7 separate regions of the Mus musculus genome follow, and regions 2, 3, 4, 5, 6 and 7 are each linked to region 1. A link is a contact called in public promoter capture Hi-C data. All regions are on one chromosome and are shown on one strand. Each heading gives the region's core, a stretch centred on a gene start, on an enhancer-like site or on the middle of the called end of the contact. The rest is flanking DNA. Distances are from core to core; before and after follow the strand shown.

What was found. Promoter capture Hi-C pulls out the DNA fragments that hold promoters and counts their contacts.
Region 2: a promoter capture Hi-C map of pre-B cells shows a contact between it and region 1, with 3 times the contacts expected there. The contact joins the promoter of Rere here to the promoter of Tardbp in region 1. A contact is called at or near these places in 2 of 39 promoter capture datasets (the C10 cell line and pre-B cells).
Region 3: a promoter capture Hi-C map of pre-B cells shows a contact between it and region 1, with 2.5 times the contacts expected there. The contact joins the promoter of Eno1 here to the promoter of Tardbp in region 1. A contact is called at or near these places in 2 of 39 promoter capture datasets (liver and pre-B cells).
Region 4: a contact with region 1 is called in a promoter capture Hi-C map of pre-B cells, with 3 times the contacts expected there. The contact joins the promoter of H6pd here to the promoter of Tardbp in region 1.
Region 5: a promoter capture Hi-C map of hippocampal neurons shows a contact between it and region 1, with 5 times the contacts expected there. The contact joins the promoter of Spsb1 here to the promoter of Tardbp in region 1. A contact is called at or near these places in 2 of 39 promoter capture datasets (the 3T3-L1 cell line and hippocampal neurons).
Region 6: a contact with region 1 is called in a promoter capture Hi-C map of liver, with 5 times the contacts expected there. The contact joins the promoter of Slc25a33 here to the promoter of Tardbp in region 1. A contact is called at or near these places in 1 of 39 promoter capture datasets (liver) and 1 of 115 datasets of contacts at active chromatin or transcription factors (pancreatic cancer cells).
Region 7: a promoter capture Hi-C map of the 3T3-L1 cell line shows a contact between it and region 1, with 2.3 times the contacts expected there. The contact joins the promoter of Tmem201 here to the promoter of Tardbp in region 1. A contact is called at or near these places in 2 of 39 promoter capture datasets (the 3T3-L1 cell line and liver).

What each region holds. Positions count from the first base shown.
Region 1 is chr4:148,625,259-148,629,388 of GRCm38.p6, forward strand. Tardbp (TAR DNA binding protein) reads right to left here and starts at 1,738. Exons shown (of 6, transcript NM_145556.4): 1 at 1,423-1,738; 2 at 1-118. The coding sequence starts at 104.
Region 2 is chr4:150,279,880-150,284,009 of GRCm38.p6, forward strand. Rere (arginine glutamic acid dipeptide (RE) repeats) reads left to right here and starts at 2,037. Exons shown (of 23, transcript NM_001085492.1): 1 at 2,037-2,196.
Region 3 is chr4:150,235,100-150,239,229 of GRCm38.p6, forward strand. Eno1 (enolase 1, alpha non-neuron) reads left to right here and starts at 2,098. Exons shown (of 12, transcript NM_023119.2): 1 at 2,098-2,241.
Region 4 is chr4:150,001,423-150,005,552 of GRCm38.p6, forward strand. H6pd (hexose-6-phosphate dehydrogenase (glucose 1-dehydrogenase)) reads right to left here and starts at 1,814. Exons shown (of 5, transcript NM_001291004.1): 1 at 1,610-1,814.
Region 5 is chr4:149,953,332-149,957,461 of GRCm38.p6, forward strand. Spsb1 (splA/ryanodine receptor domain and SOCS box containing 1) reads right to left here and starts at 1,675. Exons shown (of 3, transcript NM_029035.2): 1 at 1,522-1,675.
Region 6 is chr4:149,771,893-149,776,022 of GRCm38.p6, forward strand. It overlaps Slc25a33 (solute carrier family 25, member 33), which reads right to left and starts at 2,375. Exons shown (of 7, transcript NM_027460.2): 1 at 2,108-2,375. The coding sequence starts at 2,163.
Region 7 is chr4:149,736,105-149,740,234 of GRCm38.p6, forward strand. Tmem201 (transmembrane protein 201) reads right to left here and starts at 1,964. Exons shown (of 11, transcript NM_001284270.1): 1 at 1,731-1,964. The coding sequence starts at 1,843.

The DNA.
Region 1 (4,130 bases), core at 488-2,987:
AACTGGGCTGTAACTGTGGACAGCAACACCGTCCCATCGTCTTCTGATGGTATTTCAATGGGTTCATCGTTCTCATCTTCTGTTACCCGAATATATTCAGACATCTTTGCTTAAATCTCTTAAAGGAAAAAGAAATGAGCAAGAAAATCAGAGGAGTTATCTTTTCATAATTGGCTATTATCACACCACTTTATTCCCACTTCCTGAAAAGATTCCTGCTACCTAAAATGTTTCTTTTGCCATCCCTGAAAAAAAAATAGAGAAAAGGTATTTTCTAAAATAAAAATGTGATTTTGGGGGCTGTTGAGATGGCTCAGTGGGTAAGAGCACCCGACTGCTCTTCAGAAGGTCCAGAGTTCAAATCCCAGCAACCACATGGTGGCTCACAACCATCCGCAACAAGATCTGACTCCCTCTTCTGGAGTGTCTGAAGACAGCTACAGTGTACTTACATATATTAATAAAATAAATCTTTAAAAAAAAATGTGATTTTTGTCGAGCACGATAACCCACGCCTTTAATCTCAGCACTCTTGAGGCAGGCAGATCTTTTTGAGTTCGAGGCTGGCCTAGTCTACTGAGTTCCGGGGCAGCCACAGGGAAAACCGGTGTTCATGTGGCGCTCTGCCCGCCAGTTCTATTTTCTCAGCGCACACTATAAGCTTCCGGTGCTAAAATGGCAACAGTGTTACCATGTGGCCCGTTGGCTACAAAGCCAGACAAAAACAAGGTGTTAAAGAACTAAGTATCTGCCCCGATTTTTTTTCTTGCACTCGTCATTTCTTACCTGGAGCGCACAGATTACAGGCTACCGTATTTCGTAACCATTCTGAATTAAGTTTCTTCTATAGCCTGGACCTGAATCGGGTTTAGCACGTGCTTTAACGTGGAAAAAACCAGCCAAGCATTGGGATCTGAGGAACCCTCCCTGTGCTGGTGGAGCACGAACACCGACATCAGAACAGTTATCTAGCAGTTCTGGTGCTCATCCTCGGAAAGGTCTGGCTAAAGTTAGGCGTCGAGGGAGCAACGACGGCTACTCCGGGAGGTAGGCCGCCGCTTCCCAGAAGGCCGTGCGCGACAGACAACGTTGATGATTTTCCCCCCCTTTCAACTGGGCCCAGGGTGGGGCCCGCGGAGGTCCAAGTCCCATGGTGACAACAGTTATTCTCAAAAGCGACAATCTACAGGGACTAGGACGCCTGGAAACCCGGGGCGGCCACACACTTCCGCCCGTGGCTTCACAGCCAAGCAGAGGCCCGGCGTCCCGCTCCGGCTACTGCCCGCGCTTAGGCCTTAACGACGCGGCTGCGCGAGGCCAACCAGGCCCCGCTCTACCGCTCCCTCCCCGCGGCGCAGGCCGCACCGGGCCTCTCCGAAGCAACACTCGAGGCACGCAGGCCGGCCTTGGCGACCAACCTACCCGCTAGGCCACTGCTAGGAAGCACAAGGAGGAAGCACAGACGGGAAGGAATCCGACAACAGCCGCGCTACCGCTCCGTGCCCACAAAATGGCGCTAGGGCCGCCTCCCGCCCTCGCCCGCCTTCGGCCTCTCCCACTGGCTTCCCTGCAGGAGGGGCGCTCTCCGAGGGAAGCCACAGGCGCTCTCTCCTCCCAGAGGCTCGGATGCTAGCAGGCTCTTCGGCGTATAGAAAAAAGTAAAGAAACGCAACAATGAAAACAGCTGGGTCTGAAAAACTGACAGATGAAGGACAGAACGGCCACTCGGCCTTCCGAGTCCCCCTACGTAACGCGGTAGATGGCTTCGCCTGACCAACGGCCGGCCCTAGTCGAGGAGCTCGCGCGCGCCGAGAATGCGCGAGACTAGCGCAGGCCGGGACTGGGGCGGCAGGGGCGGGGCTAGGAGGGAAAGGGGGCGGAGCCTGCGACTGAACGCGTAAGGGCTTGGGGGGGAATCCCTGGGAACCCTGGGTTCCTAGTCTAAAGGCGACTCTTAAATGTCTTCTGCCTTTGCTCGTTAATTTCCAACGTGGAAACATTAACTTTGATCTGCAAAATGGTCCCTGTTCTAAGTACTATTTTGTATCAAGTACCTTTTAGCACTCTCTGGCTCTAGGGGGAGAAAAACAAACCAGAATCTTGTGAATGGCAGGCAAGTGTCTTCCCATTGACCTTGGGCTTAGCCATCAGATACTGTTTTAGAGACAGGGATCTCAAAGTCACTGTGTAGCCCAGGCTGTCCTTTAACTCATCAAGGCTGCCAAGTGTGGATGCTGCCCTAGCAGTCTACACGATAGTCGTGATACTCTCTCCTCTTTCAATAAGTGAAGAAACTGAGGCACAGAGTTGAGTACCTTGCATGAAGTCACCATGAGAAAGAGGCCCCACTAGGGTCTGAATCCTACAGCAAAAAACTACTTGGATGTTTCAGTATTTCGGTTCCAGTTGACGAGTCCTAGTATAACTTTAAAAAGGCTGAAGGCTAGCTCTACCACCAAGCAGCAGATGTAGACTCTTTACTCAGGGTTGGAATTTCTTGGTGTATCAGATTCAAAGCTTAGGCACAAAGGTTTTACACAGTTGCTTTATTTACTGAAACTGGGTCTTGCTGTACAGAACAGGCTGGCCTTGAGCTTGCTGGGTTCCTCCTGCCTCTGCCTCCCTTCTGGGAGGAATGGGGTAGGATTGCAGATCACCATCAGGCCAAGCCTTCCCACTTTAAGTTTATAAATGAATTCATTTCCTCCTCACAGCTACCTTGTAAGAAGATGGCATTGGAAGAACAGATGTTAATGTCTAGCCCCTAACTTCCATTAGAGCCCAGGCTGGCCAGGAACTCCTGGCCTGTCCTCCTGCCTCAACCATCTGAGTGCTGGGATTATAGGCATGAGTCCTTCCACCCAGCATTATTTACTTTTTGGTTTTGAACTTAACAAACAAACAAACAAAACAGGATTTCTGCGTAGTCTTTGGCTGGCTTAGAACTTACTGTGTAGACCAGGCTGGCCTCAGATTTGCTATGCCTTTCCTGAATCTGCGCCTTCAGTGTTGGGATTACAGGTGTGAGTCACCAAAATGGTTTTTTGTTTGTCTCCTAAGACAAGGTTTCATACAGCAGAGCCTGGGCCTGGCCTCCTGACTGTCCGGGATTACAGACCTGTGCTACCATGCCTGGAAAAGTCAAGAACTTTAACAGTAGTTTAAAAGGATGATTGCATTTTTTTTTTTTGATTTTTTTTTTTTTTTTTTTTTTTTTTTTTGGTTTTTCGAGAAAAGGTTTCTCTGTGTAGCCCTGGCTGTCGTGGAACTCACTTTGTAGACCAGGCTGGCTTCAAACTCAGAAATCCGCCTGTCTCTGCCTCCCGAGTGCTGGGATTAAAGGCGTGCGCCACCACGCCCAGCTTGCATTTTTTATTTATTTTCTGTGTTCACGTCTCTGTGGGAAACCAAACCTGCTCTGTGTGAGTTTTTCTGTGAGCCATCTAGCTGGCACCAGCTATCTTTTTTTTTTTTTTTAGACAGGGTCCTACTGTATATTCCAGGTTGACCTTCAAATCAGTCTTTCCCCCAGGCAGGTCTCCAGACTTCGGGAACTATAGATATGCATCATTACAGCTGCCCTGGAACTCAGAGAGCTCTGCCTGCCTCCACTTTCCAAGTGCTGGGATGAAAGGTGTATCTATGCCTCCACATCTGGCTAGACCATATTGGGTTTTTATTTAATTATTATTTTTCTTTTTGGGTCAGAGTCTCATGTGGCTCCCGCTGGCCTCCAACTTAATGCATAGCCCATGCTGGTCTTTGCTGTTGTTTCTATTCTAGCGTACTGGTATTAGAGGTGTGATACACCGCACCCCACCTGTGAGGGGAGCATTATAAGTTTTAAGGTTTGTTTTTTTTTTTTTTTCTTATCATGTGTGGGTGTTTTGCCTGCATGTATGTCTGTGCACTGTGGGCATGCCTGATGCTAACAGAGCCCAGGAGAGGGTGTTGGATACCCTAGAGTTATACATGCTTGTGAGCTGCCATGTGGGTGCTGGTAATTGAACCCAGGTCCTGTGGAAGGGCAGGCAGTGCTCTTAACCACTGAGCCATCTCTCTCTCTGTCTGTCTCTCTCTGTCTGTCTCTCTCTCTCTCTCTCTCTCTTTTTTTTTTTTTTTTGGTTTTT
Region 2 (4,130 bases), core at 787-3,286, 1.7 Mb after region 1:
AAAATGTTAAATTAAAAAAAGACCCCATTTCCTTTCAGATCTCTTGGGCCGTACAGTTCAATGACATCTGCTAGTTGAAATTATTTTTAAAAGGAACTTTTGGATGTGGGAATTATAATCTGAATAGACACTCCAAAGAGAAAATTATCCCTCTATTTGAAATAGATGGGTGAATTATTTTAAGCCAAGCTCTATCCTTTAATTATTCTATTATATACAGACCTTAACTCCTCTGAGAAGAGTGTATGGTTTAAGGACACCAATAAGCATTTACAGAATATTAACAAACTAACAATAGGCTGATGATTCGCCCTGGACTCATGCCAGAGTCTGTGAAAGAACTCAATAAACATGATATGCATTTCAAAAACTGGTAATTATAATTAAAATTCCAAACCCCACGATCCTATAAATTATATTAAGTAGAATGGGAGCATTGGCTTGCCCTGGCTCAGGCTTATAGTATGTGGTACACATGGTGATAATGTCTTTGAGCATAGTGGGAATATAGTAATATTTTTTAAAGGTGATACTTGGATTTTCCTTTCCTTTTTTGTTGGCATTTTTAAGACAGAGTTTCCAAATGTAGCTCTGACTGGCCTGCAACTCACACTGTAGACCAGGTGGGCCTTAACCTTTAATTAAGATCTTCTTGCCTCTGGCTCTCTAGTGTTAAGATAACAGGTAAGAGCCACCAGGCCTTGGTGAAACTAGTCTACGCCTCCCCTCCCCCAACAGGGCACAGCTACTGCTCTCTTTAAAAGACTCTCCGTCGTAATGGTCTGTTCTTTATTACTATTTTTTTTTAAAGTCATATGTGTGTGTGTGTGTGTGTAGGTTTGTGCACATGGAGGCTAGAGGAGTGTTGGATTTCTCAGAGCTGTAGTTACAGGCAGCTTTAGCAGCCTGATGTGGGTGCTGGTAACCGAAGTGGGGTCTTCTGCAAAGAGCAGTTGAGCCCTGTTCTTTATTACTTAATGAGGCCTTTTATTATTCTCATCAATAAGCAGCACAATTCACCAATTCACATTTTCTTTTCTTTTTTTTTTTTCACTTCAGTTTCGGTCAAACATTATTTTTAAAACATTATGAACTACCCATCAGAACAAATAACTTCGAATCCACTCTGTAGCTCCCCTTGAACCTCAAGGAATAGGAATCTGTCTCTTAAATGAAATAAGCAATTATGGCTCTGGTAATAATAAGAGCAAGGGGACAGTCGCCAAGCCCACCCCTAAGACCGACCCGCTTGAGGTAGACCATCCCGAGGGTCAGTACAGGGCTGGCCGCTGGGAGCTCTGCCTGTGGCCGAGCAGGGCGGACCAAGCACAAAGCCGCGCCTGGGGCGGGGAGCCCATCTCCCAGGTTCCGGCCGCCGCCCGGAGCGTGCACTAAGGGCTCGGCCGCGCCGCCACCAAAGCCTGGCCTCTCCCCTTGCCTTGCCTTCTGCTCATTTTATTAAAAAGGAAGAAAAAAAAAAAAAAAGAGAGAGAGAAGAAAAAAAAGGAGGAAAAAAAGAAAAAAAAAAAAAAAAAAGAAAATGGAAGAGCGAGCTGGAGCAAACATCCCGCCCCCAGGCCCGCCTTCCGCCTCCTATTGGCCCGTCCTCTACTGACGTCACGAAGAGACAGACCAATGGTGATGGTCGATACTGCGAGGTGGGCCGGGCCCGAGCGCGGAGTGGGCGGCGGGTCGGCGCAGCAGCCCCGCGGCTCCGCCACCATCGCGGAGGTGCCGCTGCTCCCACAGACGCTCGCGAGCCGCCCCCCGCGCTCCGCAGCCTCTCGCCCCGCCGGGCCTCGGTCCCCGCCTCCTTCCCCGCGCCTCGTCCCCTCACGCGCTCCCCACCTTGTTTCCGCCTCATTTTCTCTCCTAGTTGAGGGGTAGGAAAAAAAAAAAAAAACCCTACCATCCTCCGGTGGGAGCCACTCGCCCTCTGGGAAAAAAAAATCCACAAAACCAGACATGGTCCTGGGCTCCCACTGCTGAAGGCTTGGCCCACCCGAGGAGGTCGAAGTCCCGGCAGGGAAGCCCCGCAGCCCCCCGGTGTCGCATCCCCGCGGGCCGGCCCCTTCGGCCCCGCGCCCACCGCCCTCGGTCCGCCGCCGGCCCCCGCGGCCTCCCTCCCGGTCCCTGCACTTTCCCCGGAGCCCGGCCGCCACCCCTCTCATTGATGGTGTAGCGCCCGAGGGGAAGGTAAGTGTCCAAGTTGTCAGCGCCGCGCCGCGGGCGCCCCTCCTCGGCCCCTCTTTCTGGGGTCGGAGTGCTCTGGGTGGGCGGTGGGGCTCGGCCGGGAAAGCCGAGGCGGAATGCGAAGGGTGAGAGTGGAGGCGAGCCCTCGGGGAACCATGGGCCGGACGCTGCCTTTGGTCCTGTGCGAGCCAGGTGACTGTACTACGTGCTTCTTGACCCCTGCTCTCTCTTGGCTTCTTAGGCACGCTCTGGAACTAGTCTGAGGTTAAACTGTTACACGCCACTAGCTGAGCAGCTCAACTGTGAGAGGGAAGGACCCGAAGCTGTGCATTTCTTGGATATTTGTGAATGTGGGGGTCTGGGAACGGACTCATTAAAGTCTCATTTCACATTAGGAGGAAGACTCCTCCTTTGTGTCTCTCTTCTCAGGCTCTGTGATTCCAAAATTAGGGAACCAAATACCACTTGGAGCGGCGTAGAATTCTGTCATGATTTTAAGTTCTGCTGTCTGAAGGAGGGTGCCTTCTTTCTTTCTTTATATTTTTTTAGGGTTATGGGAAGAAGGTAGTTTTACATCGAATGGGGTGTGTGTTGTGTTGAGGGAGTATTGCAGGTTTCCTTTGAAACTGTTCGCTTGAGAAGTTGTTGAAATGAAAATAAAATGATTCATTGTTGAATAGTCATTATCCTCTGTCTCTTTTCCAAGGTTTGCTTACTTTTTTTTTTTTTTTTGATTACAGACTTCAAACATTGATTTCAGCAGAATGTGCCCTTGAGAAACTGGGTGCTTTAAATGTTTCAGTATGTGCTGCTATTTTAAGGTGGCTCTGAAAAAGTAGTTTTGTATGAATCTTGAAATAGCCTTCTGCAAAGCAATTCTTAAGACTAAACAAAACAAAACAGATTAACTAGTGAGTGTGAGCTTGGTGGATTACAAAACAGACATTTAGTGCAGCTCAAATGAATAATACATCCTAGGTTAGATTTCAAATAGCTTTTATAATTGCTTTCCATTTAAAGAGAGACCTTTTTGTCTGGTGTACACTGGTTTCTTTAGTCTCAGTCTGATGGGGGAGGGGAGGGAGAGGATTATCTATACAATAATAAAATCATCTTTGGCGAGATATTTCCTTCCATGGATTTGCTTGCTGAGTTAATTCCACTCTAAATTGCAAACCGTTTTTGATTTTGATGGCCTAGTCTGGGTGAAAGCCTGCCTTCCAGTTTTCTCTGTTGTTGAGGTCGAAGGGAAGAGGCAGAGGCAGAAGCAGACACACACAGAGACACAGACACACCACACACACACACACACACACACACACACAACCAGGCAGAGGGCTCATTGTTCTTCCATACAGATATCCATTCTCTCTCTCCCATATTTGGGGCTAGGTTTGCACAGACAAACACGGCTCTTTTGGGGAGGGATGAGAGGAGATGGGGGATGGGAAGGTGCTTTTCTTGTTCAGTTTTCTTTCACCCATTTCACATCTGCCTTTTTTTTTTTTTTTGCAACCTTGCAAGGCAGATGAGTACATGGGACACTAAAGGACACTGTGGAACGCTTTCAGAAGACTCCTGTTTCCCTCCCTGCCTTTGCAGCCCTGCTTTCTGCTGCTTGCTCTTTTCCATCTGTGTAAAGATCAACTCTGTCATGGTGGTCTTGCACTCTCTGCTTTCCATTCCTTGAGACCCCTGGCTCTGTTAGGGGCAGATTTGTTCACTTGATTTTTATTTTGCTGAGTGTGACTGGGGCCTTTATAAGTAGAAATAGGTTGTCTCAGTTAAAATGATAAAGACTATTTGAGGTTAATATGTTGCAGTATTTTGTGTGAGTGTGTGTGAGTGTGTGTGTGTGTGTGTGTGTGTGTAAGAGAGAGAGAGGGAGAGAGAAATTGATTTGATTGATGGTCCTTGATCCTTGACTTATCAATATA
Region 3 (4,130 bases), core at 848-3,347, 1.6 Mb after region 1:
TCGAGGTTCTTATAAAACTTGGGAGAGGGCTTTTGGTTTAGTTGCTGAGTCATGGGACTAGAGATAATTGGTTTATGCAGCCAACACAGGTTCGTGTATTGCTGGGGAAGTCTCATTTTACAATCTCCTTGATGTTTCTTTGTTTAATTTGATCCCAAAGATCTTCTTTAGCAATGGAAACTGTTTCCTGTACTAACACCTTGGACACAATAACCCTTCGTTTTCCCCAGTGCCTTGGAAACCTTGGTTAGGAGCTGCCTGGAGCAAAATGCTAAGGGTTAAGCAGCTTCCTCTAGCTGACTAGAAGATATAATAACCAGTTAAGAACACAATGCAGTCTCTTTATGAAAGACAACAGAGAAAAGATAGAAACATAGGACGTTAACTCCCAGACTCACAACCCAAGAGAAACGTGGGAGAAAATACAACAGAAAGTGATGTGTTCCCTTCAGTTCTATAGTGAAGTGTGTGCACGGCAGGAGTTGAAAGCCGATTTCTGTAGTGTTTGAGATGAGATCGGGTCCCTAGGCAGCTCAAGTTTGTCTCGATTTGATGGCTACTTTTTTTCTTTTGATTAGTATTACACATTGTGGTTGGGGATGGAGGTCAGAGGACAGCTTGATCAGGTGTGACTGACTGCAGGTGCCTTTGCCCCTGAGCCATCTCGTGGGTTCCAAGATAGGGTTTTGTTTGTCTGTCTTATTTTAAAATATTGTTTGGTTTTGGGTTTGTTTGTTTGGTTTTTTTTGGACAGGGTTTCTCCTTGTAACTTATCTGTTCAGGAACTAGCTCTGTAGATTAAAGGCTCACATTAGCACTGACTGGCTAGCTATCATCACTTTTATTTTTTCTCTTTTCTTCATTTCTTTCTTTTTCTCTTTTCTTTTCTTTTCTTTCTTTCTTTCTTTCTTTCTTTCTTTCTTTCTCTTTCTTTTTTTTTTTTTTTTGACAAGGTCTCATCACTATGCCCCATCTGAATTAGAATTCACTATGTAGACCAGGCAGGCCTTGAACTCAGAAATCCGCCTGCCTCTGCCTACCCACAGCTGTGGTTAAACACCAGCTTTATTTTCTTCATCAGAAGGGTGAAATGGCTCCACCCTGCGCTTCCGGACGTTTGTCACATCATTGTGGAATATTACTAGTCTAGACTTTTGAGAAATGCGTCGGGACGACTTGAGTATGAGTCTCAAGAACTGGTAGGTCAAGAACATCGAGGCCACAAGCAGGGGAAAGAAGTATTAGATCTTTAAACAAAGGAACATTAACATGGATGAAGAATAAATCCACACTGAGCTAGTACACCAGAGAAGTAAGGAAAGTTCTAAAGTAGGGTGGAGTGGCTGGGTGGGTGTAGCACAAAGGTACTGCCTTATTAGCGTGAGCTGGACAGTAGGATTCGGTACCCTCCACACAGTAACAAATGATTAGGTAATATTAAGGGAAAGGTCACTTTCCCTTGGCTACCTCGGCCTGAGACTCACTACAGCAAGGACAAAAGGACGGGGTCACCTTGGCAGATGGCACCAGAGAGCCAGGACCAGCGGCGAGGGCGCTCAGTGCGCAGGCGCAGTATCCATGCATTTCCCCCTCATCCCCCCCACCCCCACCCAATTCCACGCGGGAGTGAGGCCCTCTGGCCGCGCATCAACGTTTCCACACCGCCGGGGGCTCCAGAACCTCCCGGTGGGGGGTTGGCCGGCTGGAGGGCCGAGCCGCGAAGGTCATCAGCAAGGTCGTGGGCCGGACGTGTGGCGCCGCAGCCACGCCGAGTGCGTGTGAGACTCGGAGTACGTGCGGCGGGCTCAAGCCCTCATGCCCGCCGCGCAGCCCAGCCCCGCCCCGCCCCGCATCCGGGCTCCGTAGACCCTCGGCCGGGCCCCAGGTTCCCAGCCGGAGGCTCGCCAGGCATTCCAGCTATGCCCCAAGCAGGCTAGGCCCAGAAAGGCAGGACAACCCCCGCCCCCGTGCCCTCGCCCCTAGTCTGGGCAGGCCGAGCGGCCGCCTCGGTCACGCTCTTCTATTGGAGTGATGGCACGCTGAGCCAATGGGGAGGCGGCGCGGAGGGAGGGCGGGCCCGAAAGGGGAGAACTGGGCGGGGCTTAACGAGCAGGAAAGGAAGACAGAGTGGGAGGCGCTTAGTGCTGCTCCGGTACAGGGTCGCGCTCGCGTCTGTCCTTAAGGCTCTCCTCGGTGTCCACGGCACCCTCTTTCCTTGCTTTGCAGCGATCCTACTGCCAGGTATGGTCCTTGTCTCCACCGGGGTCAGCTCTCCTACTAGCTTCGCTTGGGGACCCGGTGGGCACGTGCACCCACTAGCCTGGGCGGGAGCCGCTATCCGGGGAGCACTCGGGTCAGCCTCGTGGAAGGACGCAGGCTCTTGGAGGGTGGAGGTGTGAGCCCCACCAGTGATCACCGAGTTTCAGGGTTGCAATGTAACCGGGTTCCCAAGCAGACAACAGCAAATGCAGACCACGGATGATCGCGGCCGTGGAGAATAGAAAAGTACTTTCTGTGTAGTTAAGTGGAAGGTTTCAGAGGGAGGGAGAGCAACTTAAACCCCCGATGCTCATTAAATCCTTTCTCAGAATGGAAGGGCCAGAAATAAGGATGCCCAAGAGGCAGAGCGCCACACCCTAGTAGATCCTGCTGGGGCTGTAGCTCCTGGACCGCAATCGAGCGTCACTGGGCGGGAGTGGTCCAGCCCATCTCTGCTGTGGAATATTCCTGACCTGTGAGTGTCGGTTAGGTACTAAGAGTAGAGGAAATTGCAGCAGTCCCGTTGGATAATTGGGAAGCCCTCAGGAGACCTCGACGCAATTAGGCAAGAGCTACAGGTTTCCTGGGTGGCTACTAGCCGGCCGTGAACTGACTTAAGATGCATTTAAGAAAACTTCCTGTTCGTTCTGGCCTAGGCAGTGTGGTTCCTTGGCTGACTCGCTTTCGGGATAGACCACAGCTAGTCTGCTGATTAGCCTGACCGATAGGTCCACTTTTCTGCCCTTGGTCTGGCGTTCAATCCAGATAAAGACAGAGTGGGTGAGATTTTCTTCCTTTGGTTAAATACGTTTGCTGCCTAGCCTAAAGATCCAAGCTAGATAAAAAGGGTGGAGGGAGGGATCAACTCCTACAAGTTGTAAGGTCTTTGCAGAGCAAAGTGTGGCACGTGGGTGCTCCTCCGCCCCCATAAAGGAACCAGCCATGGAGATGCACACATGAAAGTGTAGCGCTAGGGATGCTGAGGCTGGAGGATCACTGAGTTCTGGTCAGTCTGGCATTCATAGAATCGGGCGAGTAAGAGAGAAGACAAAAGAGTATGGTTGAGGAATAGTAAGGTTTTGTAACATGGTAGGTAAAAAGTAGATACTTTATTCTTGGTGAGTGTACAAAGATCCTTTGTCTTAGAGAAGACAAAACCACAGAAGTAACTTCTGTGGAAAAAAAAGCTGCCTTTGCTTCAGTGCTTGCCACAAAAGATGTGAGGAACCTAGTTAGATAATAATAGCCTCTGAATGCTGTATTGTCTTCATGTCTCATCCAGTTTAGCTACAGAATCTATTTGGTTTCTTTCTTGGAAAGCCTGCTGGGGAAGAAGTAAGAAAGGGACTTGCAGTTTGTTGCCAAATATCCTCTTCCTCTCAGGATGTTTTTCTAATTAAACATCTACTTTGAATACCTTTTAAAAGCGAGACAAGGTGCCCTTTTGAAATGTACTAACCAGAAGTCCTAGCTCTTGCCTAAATATGGCGGAGATTGAACCCAGGACCTCCCACGTGCTAGCCAGCATGGCCACCAGGCCAAGAATGGCAGGATCATTGACCACAGGCCAAGGAGTTTGGGGTTCTGGCCTCCTGCCTCACACTTTCTTACTGGTTATCAAATCTGTGTCAGCTGAATATTCTGCTCTTGTCATGGGTGCAATTTGATGAATTAGGGTTTCTCTTTTTCCCACAATTAAACTGCTTTGAAATGTCACATTTCCCTCTGGTCTCCAGGTCAGTTTAACCTCTGACCTTCCTTCACTGTTGCTTCCCACTTCCTTCTCTGTGGAGCCAGAACACTGTTCTATGCAGTCAGAGGATTTAATTTGCCCACAGTACAGGTAGCTTCTGAGGGCTTTCTGTAGGAGT
Region 4 (4,130 bases), core at 564-3,063, 1.4 Mb after region 1:
AAGCAGGAAACCAAATTTCCACTAAGGAATTTTTTCTCCCTTGCTTCCTTCTTTGTCTAATTAAGCAATCAGTCGGGAGGCCATGACTAACAGACAGAGAGGCTGGAGGAGAGAGAGGACAGAGACATCAACACAGACACAGGAAAAGTACCCTTAGCCACACGCTCTTGCCCTCATTCTAAACAACCACGCAGCCTTGAACAAGGCATTTAACCTGCCAAGGTCTCTGCCTCCTCCCCTGGGTAATGGACTAAGGGTGCTCAGGTTGTCTTCTGGCCCCTGGTCCCACACATTTCAAGGGAGACCCCCACCCTACTATCAAGGAGATGCCACCACCTATCCATATAAGCACGGAAGTGCTAGAGGGGACACAGACCACAGTAGTGGCGTCATGGGGCTAAATACAGAGGCAAGGTTACACCCTGATCCCCAGAGTGAGACCAGGACAGCCAGGGATACAGAGAGAAATCCTGTCTGGAAAACCAAAACAACAGCTACAACAACAACAGAAGAGGGTGGAAGACAGTTTCCTGTATAACAAATTTTATTCATACCAACAGCTGGAACAGGACATGGTAACCCAAGCCCACAGTCTCAGTCTTTAGGAGTCAGGAGGATTGTGAGTTCAAGGTTAGCCTGGGCTACTTAGCAACCCCATGTCAAAAGAAAGAAAAGCAGAAGGGGTGGGGAGTAGGGTGGAGGCTGGAGAGATGACTCGGCACTTTAGAGGACCCAGTCCCAGCAGCCACACGGTGGCTCGGAACCATCCCTAACGGCAGTTCCAGGGGACCCTACACTAAGTATACACATGGTGCGCGTACAGACATGGGGACACACGAGATAAAACAGGCGGTGGGAGTCAGCAAGCAGGAGGGCACGCGGGCTTGCTCTGGGCAAGAATGCATTACTCTGACAGGCCGTCCTGGGAGAGACTCGCCCTTTAGACAGAGGCCCTGCTAACATTCCAGAAGGGGAAAGACTGATCTGGCCAGCCATGGTGAACAGGGGCAGAGTCCAGCTCCATCTTCCTGTCACCCTCACTGGAAAGAGGCACATGGCCAGCCATCCCAAAGCTGTCCCTGCCCAGTCCAGCAGCACCAAGAGGCAGGGCTGGTGCGGGCTAGTTACAGTCTCTATGCCCACAGACATGGGTGGGAGGGTGAGTGAGAGAGATCAGGAGCCACTACCTACCTCCCCTTCCCTACTCTACCCCCTCAGATACCATTGACAAAGCTGCTTCCCATGGATGGGGCAAGAAGAGGGGTGCCTCTAATCACAGCCCCAGAATCTGGACTTTTAAAAAGAAATTGGGGGGCTGGAGAGATGGCTCTGTGGTTAAGAGCACTGGCTGCTCTTCCAGAGGACCCGGGGTTCAATTCTGAGCATCCACACGGCAGTTCACAACTGTCTGTAACTCCAGTTCCAGGGGATCGGACACCCTCACACAGACACATATGCAGGCAAAACACCAATGCACAAAAAATAAAAATAAATACTAATTTTAAAAGGATTGGAAAAGAAACAAGAATTCAGATGAAAGAACATTTAGAAAATCATCCTTATCAGCCAAGCGTCCCCTCCAGTTCCGGGGCTCCGACGCCAAACTTACCAGTGCAGGCAAAGAACACAACCTGGTGTCAGTCAACCCTGGTCTGCATTTGGTCCCCTCATGGCCAATCTGGGGACCAGCACTTCCAGATGAAGCTCTCCTCTAAGTCCAAAGAGCCCTTTCTCCGGCCTCCTCTAAAGATAACTGGGAGCCCGGAGGAGCACTCAAAGCCCCTTTGAACCTTTTTGCAATGTTTTGATTGCAAAATTTCCGGTATTTTTCCCAGCTGGTTGTTAAACACAGCCATTAATAAAGTGAAATTACATAAATGAATAACCAACCAAATTCCATTAAGAACAAAGGTCAATAGACACTCAAAACTTATGTTTCCTGATCACGGGATCACTTTTTGCTGTCATGTATGCTCTTGATAATGGCTCATTAGGGGGACATCTATAACCCAGATATTGGCAAAGATCATAAATCAAGTTCCCCGGCCCCACCTCCCACATAGCAGCTGCTCAGCACTGGCCAGCCAGTTGCTATCGTGTGGCCAAACCGGTATTTCCTGGCTGCACTTTCCCACCTCACTCCAGAGTGGTCAATCAACTCATACTCAGATCAGAGCTCTGATCACATTAGTTGAATGCTGACTGGGTTTAGGCACATCTAAATCCAACTGGTTTATTAACCACAATTTAAATTACTCCCTCCTTGCCCTCCCCACATCTCCCCTCCCTGTCTCCCCTTCCCTTCAGGTTTGTGGTTCTTTGTTTTTGAGACAAGGCATCTCTATGTAGCCCAGGCTGGCCTCAGGCCTGGTATGCTCCAGCCCTGTCCTCCTTGGCACTGGGATTTCTGGCATGGCCTACCACATCTCTCAACTTGCTTCAAATGCTGTCTCCACCAGTCCCAGTAAACACAACATACTCAGATCATAAACCTTAGCGGTGTCTGGTCTGTTGGCAGATACAGGTGTCCACCTTCAAACCCTATTTGGGGGCAGCTCGGGTGTCTGCCACCAATCCTGATGACCTGAGTTCCCGCCACAGGAACCGCAGGGTAGAAGATGAGATCCAGCTGCACAGCCTGTCCTCTGAGCTCCACATGTGCACACACACACACACACACACACACACACACACACACGTACACACACACACACACACACACACACACACACGTGCACACAAACACAACAAAGCTCACACAGGTTTGGAGCACAGTGTCTCTCACTGCCTCTGTCTGTCCTGCCATCTCCTCTGTCTGGATTACTGCAGAACGCCCCCCCCCCCCCATAGCTTCCTATGGCCCCTGCAGAGCTGAGCCTAGCACAGGGGCCAGAGTGACCCTCACTGTTGGTAAGAAAGAGTCTACACAATCTAGCATCTTACCATCATCTCTTTGACCTCCTGTACTATTCTGGCCATCCTCCTGCCTCGGGGCCTTTGTTCTGGCTCTTCTCTCTGAGCTGCGTTCCCCCACAGGTACTCACATGGCACCTTAGCTCACCAGCTTCAGCAAGACCGCTTGCTCAGTCTGGCTTTCTCAGACCACTCCACAAAATACTAGAACTTCCACTTCCACCTCATGCCTCCTCCCTATTCTATTTCCCTCAGTAGTCCTTTCTTTCCTTCCTTCCTTCCTTCCTTCCTTCCTTCCTTCCTTCCTTCCTTCCTTCCTTCCTCCCTCCCTCCCTCCCTTCCTTTCTTCCTTTCTTCCTTCCTGGTCTCATGTAGCCTAGGCTGTCCTCAAACTTGCCATGTAGCTGAGGTTGACCTTCAATGTCCTTGAACCTATTGTCTGTATGTGGGAGTTTTGTATGACTGTGTACCACATGCATGCCTGGTGCCTGCAGAGGCCAGATGAGGGCTTTAGACTCCCTGGAATGGACGTTACAGACACTTGGGAGTTGCCATGTGGGGTGCTGGGAACTGAACTCAGGTCCTCTGCAAGAGCAGCCAGTAGTACTCTTAACTGCCGAGCCATCTCTCCAGACTCATAAACTTCTGCTCTTCCCCCCTCTATCTCCTGAGCACTAGGATGACAGGCACATGTCACATGTTCAGTTTCATGCGGTGCTGGATGTGTTACACATGTTAGGCAGGCACTTCACCAAGCAAGCTACAACCCCGACCCTATGTGTATACACTTCCTGAGACCCTGTGTGATAACTACATTTAGCTCGCTTACTGCCTGCCATGCACTCCTCCCAAGAAGTCAAGATCCACCTGGACAGGGAAAGGTACAGTCACCTCCCTGCAGTAGCTCCCACACCATGGGAGGCACTCCCATGGCCAAGCACTCAGCAAGCTCCCAGCGATACTTGCTAATGACGAAATGAATCCCGTTTACAAAGGATCACCATAACCTCGGGTACAAGGTACCCAGGGCTGAATGGTGCCATGGAAACAATAGGCTGTAGCGGTCACTTGGAGCACGGTGACCCTCCCGCAACCCACCAACAGCTGCTTCTTGCTTATGACAATGCTATTAGTATTGTGAGCTATTTATAGCATGCACACCATATGCCAAATGCGAGGCTTAGAGTATGACAAGCAACAGACCCTCTATTCTTGCC
Region 5 (4,130 bases), core at 425-2,924, 1.3 Mb after region 1:
TGTTAGTGTAGTGCTTTCTGCCTCCCAGAGATGCGAGCTGGGAAGGCGTAGGGCAGAAAGGAAAAGGCAATCCCACTCTCTCCTAGAGTCTAACAATTAGGAAGAAAGCCAACTCCCTCCAGGCCATCCTACCTCAGCGTGTGTGTGTGTGTGTGTGTGTGTGTGTGTGTGTGTGTGTGTGTGTGTGTGTGAGTGTGTGTGTGTATGTGTGTGTGTGTGTGTGTGTACCCACATACACACACACACACACACATACACACACACACTCGTCGGCGATCCTAAACCTTCAAGGACACCAAGCCTTCATCATGGGGGCTGGCGCTCTTACCATAAACACCTGTTAAAACTCAGCTCATGAGCAGTTTCTGATGTTACTAACTAAAGTGTTTAATTAACTATTACTCACTCAGGAAGCAGCTTCTGCCAGCTCACCACCACACTGTACAGCTTGAGTTCAGAGAAAAAGAGAGAGGAGCCTGAGCCCCGCTCAGCTGGCAGGAGCTTCCCTGGAAAGGTGCCAGCCAGCACTCCAGCAATACCCCACTTACCAAAACCAACCAAGCAAGGGGAGTTATACTCCACAACCTTCCAGAGCCAATGGCCAGCCCCACTACTGTTCACAGACAGGCAAGAACATTTAGGAAACACACATATTCACAACGATACACAACAACAGACACGAACAGAAACTCACAAGGTCACACTCTCATTCGCAAAAGCACACACAACTTCCTGGCTGGCAAACATCTTCACAGGCACCATTTGTGAACATTCAGTCTTTGCCATGGCACATCCTTAAACTTGGAGATTAGCAAGTCCTCGCACACTCGTCAGGCGCGGGACAACTCATCCTCTGCTCTACCATCCGATTCAGGCTGCTCTTGTTTCTCTGTTTCCATCGATTTCCTGACATAACCTCGGTTGCCCGGAGAAGCATCGGCGGCTCCGGGGTGGCTGGCGCCGCGCGCAGTGTCACCAGGCAGTCTCCCAGAGAGAGGCGCTACGGGGGCCGGATCGGGAAGGGGGACTAGGGCCGCTACAAATCAGAGCCCGGACTGGCGGGAAAAGCGAAACTAACTTAACTCAGCAGGGTCGCGATGCATGGGGCAGAAGGGGTCCCCTCGACTTTGGCGATGGGAGTCCCCCTCAACAATCAGAACCCTAAGGCGCCCTGGGACTAAGGAGAGCCCCAGGCCTCTTTCTCGGTTTGCAGCCTAGGCTCATCTTAGGGAGCGACTGTCCCCGCTCCACTGAGGTCCCCACCCAATGCCGCCCCCGCAGGTGGGACCCCAGAGCCTCCGCAGCAGAAGCGGCAGCGCACTGGGCGGCGCCCGGCCCCTCTCCGGGGACCCAAGATCGATCATGGCTCCACGCCGGGTGCCCACCCTATGCCCACGCTCTGCCCCGCGCCCACCCTCTCAGTTCTCTCAGCGTGGTGGTCCCCGTGTCTCCCCCATCCCCGGATCCCAGAGCCCGAACGCGCGCCCACCCAACCGGTCTTCGGTGTCCCATGCCGCCTACCGCGCACAGAGAGGCCGCAGCTCTTGGAGCTCCGGAGGCTCGCGGTGCCCAGGGCCGCGCCCGCTGCAGAGAGCGAAGTCGCTTCCTCCCCGTGGCCCCGGCGCCAGCGCCTGGAGCTGGTTCCTGCAGCAAGCGCGCGGGCCGCTCGAGCGCGACTCCTGCGCTGAGAAGAAAAAGCCACCGACAGCTCTAAGGTGGGAGGGCGGAGAAAAAAGAAGGACGCGCCGTGGGCGGGGCTTGTACGCTCCACCCCGCCTCCATTTGCCCTGCCACGCCCCATGTCACGCTCCTTCACCACGCCCCGCCTCAGGTCACGCCCTTTTTATCGCAACCCTCCCTTCTGCCTGGCGCTCCTCACAGCCCTCCCCTCCGCACTTTCCCGCTTAGCCCCGCCCTACACCACGCCCCTTCTCCTGCCACGCCCCTCTACTTTCCGACCCAGCGCTGGGTTTCCTAGCGTTGAGCGGCGCTGGTCGCCCGAGAGCCCGGAGCGCGCAGGGCTCTGAGGCAGGGCAGGCTTGGGGCTTTGCGAACTCTGTAGCCCCCGATACCACCTTCTTGCAGAAGGGCTGTAGGCTCAGACATACATCGCTCTGCCTTGGCCTCTGCAGCAAGAGCTTTGATTCCTCTGGAGAAGTTTTTAGGAAAGGCTGGACCTAAGGCCAGGATCATAATAACAGAAAACCTGCGCGGGGGCTGCGGTGGTGTCCAGCACTGTATTGAGGAGCTGAGGTTCATTCTTTAGGGAAAAAATGTTTGGCAGGGTGAGGTTATAGCAGTAATCACAGGAGCAAGATCTTGCTTAACTCGTTTGAAACTCCGGGTTAAGGTTCTGTAATGCTGTCGTGCAAAGGAACTGTCTATGAGTCCATGTGTAATCCGGCTGCTCTATACTTACTGTTTCCGCGCTCATGGAGACAGACAGGCAACTCAGAACTTCAAGACCCCGAGGTCCTGGTCGCATAGGCGTCCACAGTACCTAGACAATGAGTTTAGGATGGCACAAGCGACAGGGACTTCACATTAAAAGTACACCGTTAGAAGCTCTAGTCTGAAAGGGATTTTCCTTTCCCGTCATTACAGAAGAGAGTAGTCACAGGTGACTGAGGGAATTTTCACTCCCATCTTCGCGATATCCCCTTAAGATCTTCCCACTCCTCACCCATACGTGGGGAGGGATGCTAGAGAAGTTGCTATAAATACTGTGGCCGCTGAAGTTATTTAATCACTCACTGTAAAGACCCGAAGGGCCGGAGGCTACTGTGTAGATTCCAACCACCTCACTGTTGCCAATTTTGTTTGAAAACACAGAAGCTTCCAGACTGCTATGGACAAGGTGGGTCTGCGTGGGGAAAGCGGCCTCTCCGGGGCGCTATTGGCTCTTCGAGCAGGCAGCCTTGCCGGTGACTCAGGGGGGTGACTCCCTCCTGTTGGACTCTTCAAAGTCTGGGAATTTGAAGCATTCCCTGTGAGCACGGCAGCCACTGACCCATATAGCTTGGAAAGAGAGCATGTTCCATATGTTGAGCGAGAAGTACGTGTCCCTTATCAGGTGTGGTCGGTCACCTCACAGGGCAGGTACTGCAGCACTACACCTGGGACTATGTACTCTCTTCTAAGACTTGTCTTTTGCCTGGGGGAAAGCTTCCAGAACAGATGGAAGCTGTTTCAAATGGTTAGAATGGCAGCTGTCGGGGGGGCTGGAGAGATGGCTCAGTGGTTAAGAGCACTGACTGCTCTTCCAAAGGTCCTGAGTTCAAGTCCTAGCAACCACATGGTGGCTCACAACCATCTGTAATGGGATCTGATACCCTCTTCTGGTGTGTCTAAAGAAACCTACAGTGTACTTATATATAATAAATTAATTAATTAATTAAAAAAAAAAGAATGGCAGCTGTCCATTTGGGTCCTCTTAGCTTTGACCCCAAGAAAGACAGCTCTCAAAAGGCTTGAATATTTCTCTATCAGCACTCCTGAGTTCTGACCCTGTTGGGTAAATGGATACTGATGGTCTGAATATCTAAGCTTACCTGACAGTCATCGTTCTTATCCCTGGGACACCGGGAAGGTGGGCTAGTAAATCTCCGTTAGTCATACAGCAGTGACTTCGGTGAGTCAGAGCACTGTGAAAGAGTCCTCAAAGCCGGAATGTGAGGGGAAGGGGCGTGATCCTATTGTTTGTTGAAAAGTCATTAGCTCGCAATAGCTGATACACCAGCTGATAAATACGATCGAAAGGTCGGCTGATGATTGCTTAAGCCTGAGTCAAATCAGGCCCCAGGGGAGGAGGAGGCTCTGGACTCCCAGTTCTGTTCACGCTGCCCCGAGACCCCACTCCCACATCTTGTACATCATGGGTTCTGTTGATATGATTTGCTCACTCACTTCTCTAACCTTCAGAAAATGATAAGGATGGATGATTAGGGAACAAGCCCTCACAGAATTGCTCTCTCTGATGTTAGTTTGAGGTCTAGCTAGAGGTGTCTTGGATAGTTGGGGCCCGCAGGGAAGAACCCTGCCATTCTTTAAAGGGTACAGGGCCCTTGTCTTCTCTGAGGCCCCTTGCATTAAGACCAGCCTAGCGTAAACCCAAGAACCTTTGTTCACCC
Region 6 (4,130 bases), core at 1,125-3,624, 1.1 Mb after region 1:
AAATAAACAAACAAACAAACAAAAAAGACTATGAATTGTTTTGGTGCAGTCTGTTTTTTTTCCAGGATCTAAAATAGATTTTCACTGGTTATATTAATTTATAAGCCTTTGATAGCTAGTAGAAGTGTATTACCAGGACCTGGTGGCACATATCTTTAATCGTGGTACTTGGGAGGTAGAAGCAGAGACAGAAGATCTCTGTGAGTTCTAGACCTTGTCTCCAAAAAACAAAACTTGTTTATATTATTATAATCAGGGATATCGTTAAATCTGTTTGGGAACATAGCCTTCAATGATTATTCAACAAACAAGGGAAACCAACAGATTTTAAAAGCAAGATCTCAGACTTCTCAAAGGCATTGAACTTAGCTCTCTGGAGAGATGCCAGCTAACAACAGAGGAAAGGGCTTACCAGACCCCTGGGCTGACAACTTTTAACTATAGTCTGTGCCCTCTTTATACTGACTCCTTTCATGCTCTACCTTAAAAGGTGTTTTAGGCTAAAATCCAATTAGAGCTCTGAAAGCAGCTTTTTGAGGGTTCATTTCTTTTCTCATCTGCAAGCACAGAGATCTTAAATGGCTAATGAAGGAACCAGAACTTGTTAAACACCACTGCTTCAGGCACAGCACTAATAAACTCCCTGCCTCTTAATGAGTCCCGCAAGCCTCACTGCCCATTGCAGTATTCTCTATCAGCACGTAAGAGGCTGGAATTGGCAGCCAGAGGGCACTGTGAAGGGTGTGCAGGGAAATCCATCCAGACAGGGTCATCAACTATAGTAGTGAGCCTCAACACAGGCCACTCTGAAACTCCCCCAGTTAAGAGCAGGCAGACATACAACATAAGAGACCACTCAGTTAAAAAAGAAAAGAAAAGAAAAAGTATAACAAACAAACAAAACAACCCATTGAGTATAAACTTATTTCTCTTGGCTTTAAAAATATGCCTAACAGACTTTAAGTTCCCTGGGATGACACATTTATATAAAGTGAGGGTGCCTTCTAAGGCTTACTCTCAAAGGTTAATACCAATGAAGACATGGATAGGAGGAATGAAGGCCTGACAGAAATGGATGAACAAGAAATTCCTCCTGCCTAGGCACAACCATTAAAGCTATCTGACGGGTGAAAGGTACTGCCAGCCTGCCAGGTAAAAGGACCAAGGCACCAGAAACCCTTTCATCACCGTTATTTTCTGGATAACCCTTTCATTAACCATTACTTTCTAGTATATGGAACTGTTTAGGTCCAGTTATAGTTCTCAAGTGAAGATGATAACACAGGAAAAACGCTGCATGTTATGTAAAACTTAAATAGCTGGGCTAAATCTCAAAGAGCTCTTCATGACCCCAGGGCTGGGGACACAGCTCCATAGATAGTTTGAAAAACCAGCACCAAAAGGGTCCCAAGCCACTAGCAGCTATGACAAAAGGAAAAGAAAAATACTATTTAAAAAAGAAAACCCCAAACTTTCGTTTTTTTAGGGGGTTAATTCAGCTCCTAGTTGTATCCTCCTATCATGATGTGTTCCTCCACTGAAAATCACTGAAAGGTGCTTTAGGATCGATTAGCACTGACCAACCTTCCGAGGTCCCCATTTACCGTCCCACGTGGTGCAGACCAGCATCCGTTCCCCCCCAACCCCCCATACTCCGCAGGGCAGGCCACGGGCTGCCCTGCGACACCTGCCCGCAGCTCTGACCCAGCGCAGTACCTCCTGGGCTAGCTGCCCCGGGACCTCCAGCATCCGCACCTCTGCAGCGGTGAGTGACCGCAGCGTGATCAGGAAAACGCCAGGAGGCCGGAGCCACAGGGGCTCGGCGCGATCGCCCCTGGTGACAGTCACACCAGCCAGGAATTGTTCAAAAGGAGAATACGGCGAGAGGCGGCCGGTGGGTGGGGGATGGGACCGCGGACGCGCCGGGTGGAAAGCCGCCGTGCCGGCTGACCCCGCGGTGGGGACGCCGAAGCCACGACCCTCCTGGGCTGCCCGTCCTGGCTTCACCCCAGTCCGCGACGGACGGGAAACGCGGATTCCCAAGGCCACGGCACGCAGGGGGAGAAGGCCGGGGCTGAGGCGAGAGCAGCTCGGGCCCCAGACTCACCCGCCGGCGAAGAGATGAAGCAGCGTGTTCTCTTTCTGCTGAGTGCCCGTCGCCATGGCCGCGCCGGCTCCGCGGCCCGCCGCAGCCGCTCGTGGGACGCGCGAGGTCTTGAGCTCCGCTGGCTTCGCTGCCTTCCTCAGGCAGCCGCCGACGCGCCCATGCGCGCGGGAGGCCCAGGCGCCCGGCTCCCTCCGCGGCGTCGCGCCCGGCCAGTCAGCGGCCTCTGCGGCGCTTTCCAGCCGCTAGGCAGAGAGCCTAGCGCGCGGCCGTCACGTGGCGGAGGCCGGGCCGTGACGTCGCGGGGCGCGGCGCGGCGGAGGTGTGGGCCCGGATCCCGTACGCCTATTGGACGGCAGGTGGATGTGGGCGTGGCGGTCGTGCAACGCGGGGCGGGATCAGGCCCCGAAGGGCTGCTCAGGATAATAAGAGGATGACCAGCAAACTGGTCAAAGCTGCTTGGTCCTTCTCAGAGGCTGGAAACTGAGTGTGTAACCATGCCCTATGCTCCAAACCTCTTCTTCTTTTTCTTCTTTTTAAAATTATGTTTATGTGTGTGTGATTTGTTTTTTTTTAAGACAGTCTTACATTGCAGTCCTGGACTGCCTGGAACTTGCCATGTAGACCAAGCTTGGCCTCAAATTCACATTTTATCCGCCTGCCTCTGCCTCCCAAGTGCTGGGCCTAAAGGCGTGCGCCACCACTACCCAGCACCTTGGAACTTTCTATGTAGACCAAGATAACCTCGAAGTCACATTGATCCTTTTGCCTCTGCCTCTCCAGTGCTGAGATTACCCAGCTGTTTTTTGTGGTTTTTATTGTGTGTTTTTAAGGGATGTCATGGGTTCACACATGCCACTGTCTAATGGTGAAGACCAGAGCACAGCTTGCAGGAGTCAGTTTTGCCTATTCATCATGCAGGTCCCAGGAATTGACTTGTTTTTTGAGACAGGGTTTCTCTGTGTAGTTCTAGGTGTTCTGGAACTTACTGTGTAGACCAAACTGGCCTCAAACTCACAGATCTACCTGCTTCTGCCTCCTGAGTGCTGTGATTGAAGGCATGAGCCACCATGCCTCACGGGTCCCAGGAATTGGACTCAAGTTGTCGGATTTGGCTGCAAGTACATTTACCCTGAGCTCCCGATCTTTTTAAGAATTTCATTCTGTAATATTTCCATGTATAAACATGTATGGTGATTACATATTACATCTCACAGCTCTGAGCTTAAATAGGAAAAAAAAAAAAAAAACACGTCACCTAAACAGCCTGCCCTCCTCTAGCCTACCCTTAGTGTTTTGTGTGTTCTTGATCTTTCTATAAATAGCATTATATTTGGTATGTATTTTGCAGTGTGAATTTTGTACTGTGTGCGCTGATGCTCGGACTTGAGCGACCCAGATCGCTCCTCCCCTTAAATATCCTGGACCACTGCCACAGTGAGCCTGGCATCTTCTTACCTCCAGGTCTGGCTCTTGGCTGGGCTTTGCCTGGTTGCCCTGGCAGCACCCTGATCACATGGCTTCGGTGACTCCATGTGGGCTCGTGTACTCACTCTGTTTTATTCAAACTGTTTGTCCCATTCTGGAATGCAAGCTCCATGGGAGTGGGGGGCCTTGTTTTTACACTTCATGGTTGTTCTTAACAGATTGTTCCTGTCACGGTACCTGCCACCTAGTACTGCCCAGGGAACTAATAAACAAATGTCCTAGATTGAACTGATCATTCTACTCCTCCCCCAAGCCTGCTCAGTCTCTTCTGTTCCCTGCCCTGGTAGTGACTCTATATTCTGCACAGGCACCAAGGCCATTAATGTCAGCTTCTAAACTGACTCATACTCTCTCCCTTCCCCTCCCTCCCTCCCTCCCTCCCTCTCTTCCCTCTTTCTTACTTTCTCCCTTCTTCTGCTTCTGACACTTCTAGCTCTGACAAGTCTTGGAACTCATCCTTTCCTTCCTTCCTTCCCCCTCCCCTGCTAGGGACTCCAGGTCTGTGTGTGTCCCACCAACTCTGCAGCTGAGAGGAAGC
Region 7 (4,130 bases), core at 714-3,213, 1.1 Mb after region 1:
CAAAACCAAGTTCCTGCAGGCCCTCCTCTGGCATATTCAACCCCCATTCTTCACCACAGCTGATTCCTGCCTGCCACAGCTTCCCCTCCAGGGAAGGGGAAAGAAAGCTGCAGCCTCTTGCTAAGTGAGGCTTGCTTCAGAACTGTGAGAGGCCAATTCACCTGCACATGAAACCCAGACCTCATAAAGACAGTCACCCGAGACCCCGTGCTCTGACCAATCAGCAGCAGTAGTCCAAACATGGTCCAAACCTTCACAGTCTGGTGTCAGTATGAAAAAAGCATGAAGGGGTTTTTGGCTGCTCCTGAAAGAAATAACACGTCCCACCGGGCGTGGTGGTGCACGCCTTTAATCCCAGCACTTGGGAGGCAGAGGAGGTGGATTTCTGAGTTCGAGGCCAGCCTGGTCTACAGAGGGAGTTCCAGGACAGCCAGGGCTACACAGAGAAACCCTGTCTCGAAAAAAACAAGCAAGCAAACAAACAAACAAAAAAAACAACAACAAAAAGAAATACATGTCCCACACACACCTCACCAAGAACTCAGATTCCTGTCTCTAGCAGAGGCAAGGCATTCGTTGGCAGGACAGGAAGGGTGACAGGCAGCCAGTCCTGGCCACAACAAGTCCCACTCTGCTCTTTTGGCCAAATGCCCTGAGCTGGCAGAGGCAGCCAGGAGATGCCTGGCTTTTGGGACAAGCTCTGCTTGGCACATGAACAGACTGCCCAGGCTCCCCTAGGCCCAGGTAACGAGGGACTGCTTTGGGTTGGCTGATCTTAAGCGGTCCCTCTGACTCCCAAAAACTGGGTGGGAACAAGACAGGAAGCTTGGGTTGAGATCTAGAGTCAGGCACTCTCTCAGCCCCCCGGGATGTGGCCCCCTCTTTCAAACACAGCTGACATCCATCCCCTCCTTAGGTGCCGCTGACTCACCTACCTCTAACAACTTTTGCCTGCCCTCTCCTGCAGAAGAAATGCAGGGTTAAGGAGGGCGACCTATCACCCTGATTGCCAGTTCAAACCATAGCTCCTTGTCATCCAGCGACTAGGGTCAAGTCCCGAGCACTGCACATCCCCGGCTGTCCCAAAGAGGCTCCCACGAATGCGTGTATGTTCCTATCCTCGGGAAATGTGATCAGGTGAGCTATTCCTTCACGCTGCTGGAGAAACGACTCCATTCTGGGGTTTGACCACGGCAAGCTTGGAGTACTGGGGTCTGCGTGGTCTCTGAGCCATGACAGGCCAGGGTATTGATCCCAAAGCCCATCCGTGACATGTGTCCAAGGAGTACAGCGTACACCTCTGAGTGGACAAGTTCCTTAAATGTGTGGAGCGCAGGCTCCTGCCTCAGGCTGCTACTGCTCACACGTGCCTTCTAAGTACTCAGCTCCAAGGCTTCTCCGGGGGAAAGCTTACGCGAGGAATGTTATTGCTATCGCATACAGACCATCAAGCGCCAGCTCTCATCCTCCTAACCGATGGGCGGCAGAGGCCCAGCAGGGCAGTCCAGCCAGGAGCACGGGCCTCGAAGGGAGGAGCAAGCAGCAGCCCCCTCCCCCAGCCACGGTCGGCGGCTGCTCCCCGACGAGGCTTTTAGGGGGTGAGGGCAAAGGCGGTGGCGGAGAATGCGTCCCGCATTCGCGAGCAGGCCTGGTCCGCCCCTAGGACTCCGCCGTGGCCTCGCGGGGGCGGGGCGGCGGCCCGGGCCGCGTGCAGCGGGGCGCGCACTCACCTCCGCGCAATCCGGTAGAGCACCACGCCGGCGGCAGCGCACGCCGTGACCCCGAGGCCGCCCGCCAGGCCGGCGGTGGGGCAGCTAGCCAGCAGCGCGCTCACTCCCTCCATGGCTTCCGGGCCGAGTCGGTGGGCAAGGGGCGCGGGCCGCAAAAGAGACTCCCAGCGGCCCGCGCGCTCCAGCTCGCGCCGTGACCTTCGCCGCTTTGTAGCCGGCGCGAGCCCGCCCCTTGACTCGGCGCGCTCCCGCCGCGCAGCCAATCGCGGCGCGGGGCGAGCCTGAGTGGGCGGGGCGCCTACGGAAGCCCTCGGCACTGGCTCGGACGCGCCCCCCAGCGTCCACAGTTGCAAAGCCACTCTCTAGAGCTGGAAGGAGTCCCGCCTGCGCCTGCAGCCTGCGCACGCATGCATTTGCAGGTCCTAGTGCTGCTACCTTAACGCTAATCCTTGCCAATGCTTTCTCCACTTAGTCCTGCTTTCCTGGCGTTGGGCTAAAGTCGGTCTGTGCCGCTTCAGACGCCACAGTGGTTGAAAATTAGCTTGCACAAACACAAACGTCCAAAGACGGAAACGAGGTTAAATAATCACAGGATAGCATGTTTCGGAACATAATGCAGCCATTAGAGTGAATGGCTAAGGTGTGTGTGTGTGTGGGGGGGGATTGGTCCTGAAGGGATTATCCTTTTTTTTTTCTTTAGTCGAATGTAGATGATTTTCATAGTTGCCAAGTTTGATGAAGTCTGTGCACTTCAAATAGATTACCTCGGGGAGTGAGATGGAGGGAAGAGCCACTTACAGGCGTGCTTCAGCATTTACGTGAGCTAAATTAGGGATCAAGAAAAACTCACTGAGGCTTGGTGATGCACGCCTTTAATCCCTGTGGAGGTAGGCGGATTTTTGTAAATTTGAGGTCAGCTTGGACTACACAGTGAGTTCCAGGTCATCAGGCAATCCATGGGCTAGTAGGTAGGTCCTGTCCTAAAACAAAACAAAATAAAACAAAACATCTCTAGCAAGAAATATTTATACCAGGTTGGGCAGATGTTGTGGCACAAGCCTTTGATTTCTTTAAAAAAAAAAAGGTCAAAAAATTATGGGGCATGGTGGTGCACACCTTTAATCTCAGTACTTGGGAGGCAGAGGAAGGCAGATCTCTGTAAGTTCAAGGCCACCCTGGTCTACAGAGCAAGTTCCAGGACAGACAGGACTCTGATACACAGAAAAACCGTGTTTTGAAAAACAAAACAAAAACAAAACAAAAACAAAAATCTAAAAAAAGTTTATCTCTAATTACATACTATGTTTCTGTAGAATACCCCACCAACACACACACACACAATTTTATGAGTGTCTCTTTTTTTTTAAAGATTTATTTATTTATTATATGTAAGTACACTGTAGCTGTCTTCAGACACTCCAGAAGAGGGCATCAAATCTCATTACGGATAGTTGTGAGCCACCATGTGGTTGCTGGGATTTGAACTCAGGACCTTCAGGAAGAGCAGTCGGGTGTTCTTACCTGCTGAGCCATCTCATCAGCCCCTATGAGTGTCTTTAAGATCAAGTTCTCTGTGGGCAATGATGGCTTGAGGGTCACTGTAATAATCTCTCGCTTTTGTTGGCAGCTCACCTGTCCACATGTCACCAGTCAGGAAGGAAGGAGCAGGTTGTGTGCAGGGAATCAATGTAAAAGCCTGGAAGGTGTCGCTTGTACATCAGAGACAAGACCTTTCCCATCCTCCTTTTGCTTTCTATTAGCTCTGAGTGTGCCTAGAGTGCACTGGCTCACACAATGCATGGCCACGCCCACACATCATTCACTTTCTGGATCGGATGCCTTGAGTTCCAGGAAAGGTCTCCAGCAGATAGCTGTTGTCTAAGAGCTTCCTGAACATCACTCACACCATCTTAGGCACCGCATGACTATTGGCATCTCTAAGTCTTAGGCAAAGGGAAGGAAAAATGATTTCAGATCCAGATTTCAGACTCAGAACTCATCCAAGTCCCATGTGTTTAGGTTTTGGTGTCCAGCTGGCGAAGTTCCTGGAAGGTGACACAGGTAGAAACTTTAAAACTAAATAACACAAAACCACCAAAACAGAAAATCTCACCTTTTATGATGCCTGGTACCTACTGAAGCCAGAGAAGTTATTGGGTCCGCCCTAGAACTGGAGGCTGATGGTTCTCAGTCATCTTGTGGGGTTCAGAACTTGAACCCATATCCTCTAGAAGGAAAGCCAGTGTTCTTAACATATGAGCCATTTTTCTAGCCCCAAGTGGTAAAAACTTAAGAGGCAAGGCCTAGTCGTTAGTCACTGGGGTTGTCTTGCAGGGGACTGTGGGAGTTTAGTCTCTCATTTCTGCTTCTAGGACACTAGATGGCTTTGCTGTGCTGTAT